3 separate regions of the Gossypium hirsutum genome follow, and all the other regions are linked to region 3. A link is a contact called in public Hi-C data. All regions are on one chromosome and are shown on one strand. The core of a region is the stretch at or near the end of the contact, and the rest is flanking DNA. Distances in the headings are between cores, read along the strand shown.

Region 1 (2,700 bases), core at 29-2,528, 360 kb before region 3:
CTCAATCTTGGTCCGCGCGTAACCCCGTATCAGGTTATGTCTTTACAATTGGGGGTTTGTGTAATTAATTGGAAAGCCACCTTGTAAACTATTGTCGCTTTGTCTACCATTGAAGCTGAGTACATGACAATTATTGAGGCTTGTAAAGAAGTTATTTCGTTAAAGGGGCTATTTAGTAAACTTAATGAAGACCTTCAAATCAGTATAGTATTTTGTGACAGTCAAAGTGTCGTCATCTTTATGAAAGATCAAATGTTTCATGAGAGAACAAAGCACATTGATGTTCGGTATCATTTTGTTCGTGATATTATTGCTTGTGGTGATATTGTTGTGAGCAAAATTAGTAATCATGATAATCCTGCAGATATGATGACTAACTCACTTCTTATAACCAAGTTTGAGCATTGCTTAGACTTGGTTGGTGTTTATTGTTGAAGATAAACTCTTAAGGGGTTTCATGGAAGAGGTGGAGAACTTGTTCATTGAGAATTCGTGTCAAGGTGGAGATTGTTAGAGTTGTGACCCAAATTCTTATTAAAATAAAATACAGGCTGCACAAGAAGAATCTGTATAAAAGTTTACTTCCTTTGTTTGATATTGATTTGAATAATGTGTTTCAACCTTACTGCATTACTTCTATTAGATGTTGATTAGAATAAGATTTTCTAAACCTATAAATAGGCACAATCTATACTCCTTATATTTATTCGAATTCGACATAGTGAATTTTCTTCTCCTCTGCCCATGGTTTTTTTCAGAAAGGGTTTCCACATAAAATCTGTGTGTTATATTTTTCTCTGTTTTCTTGCCATTATCGACATTCTATTTTTTCACCAATTCTACATTTTCTTCAAAGGCATGAAACTCTACTTAAATATATTACTAATTTGGTAATGATCTAACTTTTTATTTTGTTCTATTTTTAATTTGTTATTGAATTTTATTGAATGATAATTTTCTTTATTTTTCATATATATTAGTTCTTCAACAATAACATATTTGAGATTTTATTTTTCTAGAATTTTGATATAGAAGTTTTTATTTTTGAATAATTTGAAGTTTTTTTTATAACTTTTATATAGAATCTAGGATCAAATTAATAAAAAATATATAAAAGAAGAACTAAAATGATTATTATACCAGTTGAAACAAATTATTTTAATGACAATAAAACAATTAGAACAACTATTTTTAATTAAATGATTAAAATATTTCCGCATAATTGACTTACTAATAGTGTACTTTAAGACAACAAAAAAAATTAAAACAAAAATACTCGAAAATCATTTTTGGGCACTTGCAACCGGACAGTGAGACCCGGCAATAAGCAGACAGATTGAGCATCTTCCCGCACAACACGACAGTCACTTCCCGCACCTGCGAGGGAACTCGGAAGAGCTCACGAAAGCAACAACATCACTCCTTCCTCAACTCAACTCGAACTCGACTCAACTCAGTCCCACATTTCAGCCGCCCTTTCTTTATTTTAATCTTTCTCGTAACAGTTGACAATTTTTAAGAGAAAAAAATAAAACCGCCACCAACCTCACCCAACACTCCCAGCCCCCCACAAAATAAAACCCTAAAACTTGATTCTTTCATCTATTCCTTTCCTCTCTCTTCTAGTTTAAACTTATCTTTAGTCGATCGAGCTTCTGCTACCGTCGAAGCTGTCTTTCTCATATCTCAAGCCTCAAACAAGGTATTCCAAATTTTTCTTCTTTTTCTTTTTCTTCGTTAGTGAATTCTCTGTTTGGTTGCTTGGATTCCTTCTTTTTTGAATATTTCAAGTTAAACGAGAATTGAAGCCGTAATAGCTTTTGCTGCTGCAGTTAGATTCTCAACTTAATTTGATGATCCTGGATTGTAGACTCTCATTGAGTTACTTAAAACTATACAAGTTTAATTTTTTTTTCTTTATGTTAGTGTTAATTTATTTATAGGTTACTTAATTCAAAGAAATCATGTAATTGAAGGTCATTTAGAGAAGTCAGTACAAGTCTACCTAATTATATATGTCACGCTTCTTTAGTTTCTTTAAATGCTGTAGGTGATGTAGGTACCTTGATGAATGCAGTTAATTATGTCTTTGAGTAGTTGGTTGGCTAGTCATATCTTCATTTATGTTACGCTGGGTAAGGTTTTGAGAACTTGAAACGCTATGCTTCTGAAGAACTTGTTAATACCTTTCCGTCACTCCTCTTATCCAATGCTTAAAGTAGGAATCAATTTGATAACACCAGGCTGTAGGATTCGACTCATAAAATGTAAAGCTACTCTGTTTTCCTTTCATTTCAACTGGTATTATTATCATCGTCATCATTATTGTCATTATTTCGATTGCAAATTCAAATTAGAAATTGCCGAATGCTAGAGCAAGCTGAGCAAATAACTTTTGAAGCTTTCGTTCATGTTAGTTTGAACCATCATCCATAATTATATTGAATTAAGATTTGCATCAATTTTGTTTCCAAATGCTAGGGCAAGCTGAGCAAATAACTCTTGAAACTTTCTTTCTTATTAGTTTGAACTGTCATCCTTAATTATACTGAATTAAGTTTTGCATCAATGTTGCTTGCCAAATGCTAGAGCTAGCTGGGCAAATAACTTTTGAATCTTTCATTTGTGTTAGTTTGAACCATCCTCCTTAATTACATTGAATTAAGTTTTGCATCAATGTTGTTAATAAGTTCCAATTAA
Region 2 (2,801 bases), core at 274-2,773, 420 kb after region 3:
TTTACAATTAGGGGTTGCGCAATCAGTTGGAAAGCCACTTTTGCAAACTACAGTTGTTTTGTCTAATATTGAAGCTAAGTACATGGTGATTACTGAGGCTTGTAAAGAAGCTATTTAGTTAAATGGACTCTTTGGTGCAATAAAGACCTTCAGATTAGTATGGTATTTTGTGACAGTCAAAATGTCACCTTCCTTACGAAGGAACAAATATTTAATGAGAAAACAAAGCACATCGATGTCCGATATCATTTTATGCATGATATTATTGCTCATGGTGATATTGTTGTGAGTAAAGTTAGTACTCATGATAATCCTGCAGATATGATGACTAAGTCACTTCCGGTAACCAAGTTTAAGCATTGCTTGGACTTTGTTGGTGTTCATTGTTGAAGATTACCCCTTAAGGGGTTTTGTGGAAGAGGTGGAGAACTTTTTCATTGAGAGTTCATGGTGAAAAACTTGTTCATTAAGGATTCGTATTAAGATGGAGATTGTTAGAGTTCAACCTTACTATACTGCTTCTATTTGACGTTGATTAGAATAAGTTTTTTAACCTATAAATAGATGTAGTCTAAACTCCTCTTATATCATCTAAATTCGACATTAGTGAATTTTCTTCTTCTCTACCGGTGGTTTTTTCCCGAAAGGGTTTCCACATAAAAATATGTGTGTTTTTTATTTTCTTTTCATATTACTTTATGATCATTCTATTGTCATTATCAACATTGAGTTTTACATAAAACATAGCCAAAAGTGCTCTTGGCCTGAATTTTGAATCCAAGTTTCCAATTAATTTGTATAATTAAAAAATGAGTATTGGATTTTGGATTTAGAATTTAGAATTTAGAATTTCTTCTTTTAATTTCAAAGGAAGATTTCTTTATTTTAGAAAAAATAACAAAGAAATTATGATTTTCTTCTTTTAAAAAAATAGAAAATAAGAAAGATTATGATAATGGAAGCTTGACCTATGATAATTATAAAAAAAATAATTAATTCAGCAGCTTCTCTCCCACCAATCCTATAATAAAAGATCAAAAGGCAACAAAACTTGTATTCTTAAATTAGTAAACATTAAACTAAGTATTTTGTTAAGTATACCGAGATTTTATATGCGGAAAAGAAGGAAGAGCATCGAAATGCATTTTAATACTTGAATTAAAGAATTATTGGAGAAAATCAAATTTCACAAAACCTAGTCAAACTTACAAAGCCCAAAGTTCGTAATTGATTAATCATCAAATCATAACCCAAATTAACATTGGTTAACGAGTAAAATTTCTTGGAAACTTGAAAAGTTTTTGGATCACAAAAAAGAGAACAGAAATGTAAAATAAAATAGACCCTCAAACCAATGCTGCAATCACATGCAATCACGTTCCTTGCTATCGACGTAAACAACATAACGTAAAAGAATGTCTAAAACACCTTATTGCATGTGAACAGCCCCATTCGCTTCACTCTTACGATAATAAAGGATCAAGTTTCTATAAACTTATGAAAAATATATCATCTATTTTCGAATTTATCCAACTTGGCATTGTCGGTAAAGACGCGTGGCAAGTCAAAAAATAGATTCTATATAAGCTTTGCCCCCCTTACCATGAGCAGATATACAAGCTTGGTGTGCATATTAGGGTTTATGCTTTAAAGTGAGAAAATGAGGAGAGAAAGGTTGGGTTTCGGTTTTGCTCTTGCAGTACTGAGCTTGTGGTGCTCAATGGAGGTTGCGGTTGAGGCGGCATGGTCGTTGCAGACTCCGGTGAAGCTGGTTTGGCATTACTATAAGGTGCATAATACATGTGATAATGCAGAGGCTTATATTAGGCACCAAGTGGAATCGTTTTATAAGTATGATAAAACTATTGCACCTAAGCTTCTTCGCTTGCTGTATGCGGATTGTTTTGTAAATGTAAGTATTTATCATTGTTTTCCTTTTTCCTTTTTTATTTGTATATTTCATAAATGTCTGCTGCACCCTTTTCTTTCTAATTATCATAAAGCACACTTTTTTCCCATCCCGGGGATAAATTTTTATTTTGTTATTTAGAAGAAATTATAATTACGAGTACGTCCTAAATTTAAATAATTATAATCAAAATCATTTATTAAAATGCATCAAACTCACCTACTACAAATAAAAATAACGGCGGAACTGAAACATGAGAGACTTCACGTTTCCAAAGCCAGTTCGGCTTTCCATCTTAGTAATACTATCACATGAATGATTGTATGAAATATATTAAAAGTAATTTTCTAGGTTTTAATACTAAGAGGTTTGTCAACTGGAGAGTTCATTTATATGAAAATTTCAGTTGATTGTAATGAAAGGATAAAGATTTGGGTGCCAAAGTCTTTTGGTTTTAATACTTACAAGGGTTGATGGAAATGGTTAGGGATGCGATGCTTCAGTCCTGCTAGATGGGCCGAATTCGGAGAAGGCTGCACCACAGAACAGGGGACTGGCAGGGTTCGCGTTTATCGACAAGATTAAGACGGTGCTTGAAGCTCGTTGCCCAGGCGTTGTCTCTTGTGCTGACATTCTTAACCTCGCCACTCGAGATGCTGTTCATTTGGTATGTATTTATTTAATTTTTCTCATCATTAACTAAATCTCTATAGAGTATTTGTATCATATAAATCATTAATTCATATTATATAAATTCAGGCAGGAGCACCGTCTTATCCCGTATATACAGGGAGAAGAGACGGGATGACATCGACCAAGGACTCCGTTGATCTCCCTTCACCATCCATCTCCTGGGAAGCTTCTCTCGCTTATTTCCGATCAAGAGGCTTGG
Region 3 (2,700 bases), core at 82-2,581:
AACAAGTTCACGAACCAGACATCTATCAAACAACCACATTCAAACCCGGGTAAATATAAACACATCTTGATTTTGTACGGAAGACAATAGAAAGAAAAGGATCTGAAGGCATAGAAGAGAATGAGAATCCAAAGCTGTGAGAAAAATGCTAAAGGAAGGCCGTCTTTATCCCCTATTGCACAGTTTCTTAGGAATTAACAGGATCAATTAAGTCAAAGTACTCATATTTTGATAGAGAATCACCATTTCAAATTTCCATAAAAGCATGTAACAAGTACCATTCCAGTCATCAACCACATAAAGAACCAAAATCAATCACCCAGATCAACATTCAAACAAAATCAAGGAAAGGGGACAAGATCCAATAACCGGCCATAAAGAGCTCCAAAATTATGAGAATTCTTATCCAATATTAGAAAGTTAATCTTTTTACAGTATTTTCTGAAAAAAGAACACAGCCCAAAATGGAATTCCTACTGACTAAAAGATATAGACTTTCACAACTCTCTAAGAAAGGCATCATACAATAAAGAAGACACTCCTACTACATTCAGCTAAAATCTGGAGAACCAATTTTGCAGTCCAAATCAAAGAAACAACGGATACCTATTCTAATTGTTCACCAAGAATTGATCAAATGGAGCAGATCTAAGAAGGAAACTTATATACAAGCTTAATGAGCTCACCTAAAGGAACTTCTCTTTTCTGCCTAGAGTCCAAATTATAAGATTTCGACTACATTTTTAACTTTTTTCAAAAACAAACCAAATGATTGTAACTTTTGTAGTATAAGAATATCAAAACCTTCCATTTTTAACAATAAAAGAAGCAAATTTACAGGCTGAACCACAAAAACAAACGATACCCAGATCTCCATTTGGAGTAAAAGCCAAGAAATTGGGAAGATCTGAGGAAAGAGCAGAGATTAGTGGTGTTTTGTTGGGGTAGAGGACACAACTAAGAAGAAATAAAATGGCAGCATATATATAAAAATAAAAATAAAAGGTAAAGTAAACAAATACCTGAAGTAAAAGAAGAAAGAATCGATGAGGAAATGAGGAGATTTGGAGACATTATGGTTAGAGGAAGAAAAGAAAAACAGACACAGAGAAGAACAGGGAAGAATCCTTACAACAGCAGTCCCACTTTGTCTTTAAAAAGTCCTAAAAGATATTTTTACTGTTATCGTTTGTTGTTCATTTCGTACTCTCATATATATCATAACGCCATATCGCCGCAATTTTTTTTCACTATTTAGTTGTTATAGGAGTTAGCTGTTATTAGGTGAGATGATTTCACGTGAACTCGAAACTCCATGACAAATTCAGTCCATGAAAATTATTAAAAAATTATTTAATAAAATAAAAATTATATTGAAAAAATAGGGTAAACTAAAGAAAACGTCACTCAACTATATTCGTATTCCTGTTTTGATCAATTAACTTTAAAATTTTTCAATTTAGACACTAATGTTTTAATTCGTTTTTATTTTGGTCACCCACCATCAAATTGATTACATAAAGTCCTTTTCTAGTCGGTATAATAACACATTTAGTCTTCAATACTTACTTATTCTATCAACCTAATTATAATTCTAAATAATTCAATAAATTTAACCCTTAATATTTACAAATTCTATCAGTTTTATTCTCAAACTTCTTAACTTATGCTTTCAGCTTTTAAAATAGAGGCATTCCATATCTATTAATTGTTTTATTTATGGTTGAAATTATTCAATTCGATACGTAACCTTTTTTTATATTTGTAAGAAGTTAGTATTAGAATTTAACTAAACATCATTAAAAATAATAGAAAATACAAATTTTAAAAATATAATATATAATAAAATTATATAAATAATTTAATATTTTAAAAAATAAATTTTCACTCTAGCTAGCATAATTTTGTTTTAATTAATTTAGTAAATGATTTTACACTAAATCAGATCATCAGTTATATGTATTGCTGATTGTGGATTTAAAATTTTTAAAAAATAAAAATAAATAAATAACTTAATAATCTCTTAATCAGTTTATAAAATTAAAAAAAATCATTATCAATGTAACAAAAGGAAATTCAATTAATTCTTTCAATTTTTGATTAAAAATACATAATTTTTTTATAATTATTGATTAAACAATTAAATTTTTCAAAGTAATATTTTTAACTCTCGTTTAATTTCAATTTCAAGGACCAACTTCGAGGATTATTTCTATGTACCTCGAAGGAAATATCATATTGTTAACAACAATAATAAATATAAAGTTTTTTTCAGGTTTTTTCATTGATTTAGTCAAAATTTTATCAATCAAAGGATTATAAAATATTATATTTAGAAGAAAACTAATAGAAAAAGAAAAGGAAATAAAGTTTCAAGATAAAATCATTGGTATCAAGAATTGGCTCAAAAAACAGCTCATTAGTTGATAGTGTTATGAATATATTATTAAGTGGATGTCCATCAAAATCACGATAAGTTTGGAGAAGCTTTGTAAATATTCTCATTGATCAATAAAATACGCTCTCTCTTTTTCTCTCCTATTTTCTTTGTTCTTTACTTTCTGTCTTTTTATTTTATAGTACGTTATTAGCACAATTCTCTTTTAATTATTTTTCTCCGTTAGTCACAAAAAATTTTCCCTTTCACCAAGCCTTACCCCTTTCAAGCAACAACCAATGCAATAACCAATCACTCAAATT

Evidence for each region. Hi-C and Micro-C count contacts between places; a contact is called where the count stands out from the background.
Region 1: a Hi-C map of leaf shows a contact between it and region 3, with 2.1 times the contacts expected there. The contact joins the promoter of LOC107910604 here to the promoter of LOC107910163 in region 3. A contact is called at or near these places in 2 of 34 Hi-C or Micro-C datasets (hypocotyl and leaf).
Region 2: a Hi-C map of leaf shows a contact between it and region 3, with 1.9 times the contacts expected there. The contact joins the promoter of LOC107910290 here to the promoter of LOC107910163 in region 3. A contact is called at or near these places in 4 of 34 Hi-C or Micro-C datasets (callus, leaf and petal).

Annotation. Positions count from the first base shown.
Region 1 is chrD02:31,752,338-31,755,037 of Gossypium_hirsutum_v2.1, reverse strand. LOC107910604 (probable protein phosphatase 2C 66) reads left to right here and starts at 1,278. Exons shown (of 7, transcript XM_016838506.2): 1 at 1,278-1,702.
Region 2 is chrD02:30,969,119-30,971,919 of Gossypium_hirsutum_v2.1, reverse strand. LOC107910290 (probable peroxidase 26) reads left to right here and starts at 1,523. Exons shown (of 4, transcript XM_016838097.2): 1 at 1,523-1,912; 2 at 2,397-2,576; 3 at 2,669-2,801. The coding sequence starts at 1,661.
Region 3 is chrD02:31,390,030-31,392,729 of Gossypium_hirsutum_v2.1, reverse strand. LOC107910163 reads right to left here and starts at 1,331. Exons shown (of 5, transcript XM_041089345.1): 1 at 1,133-1,331.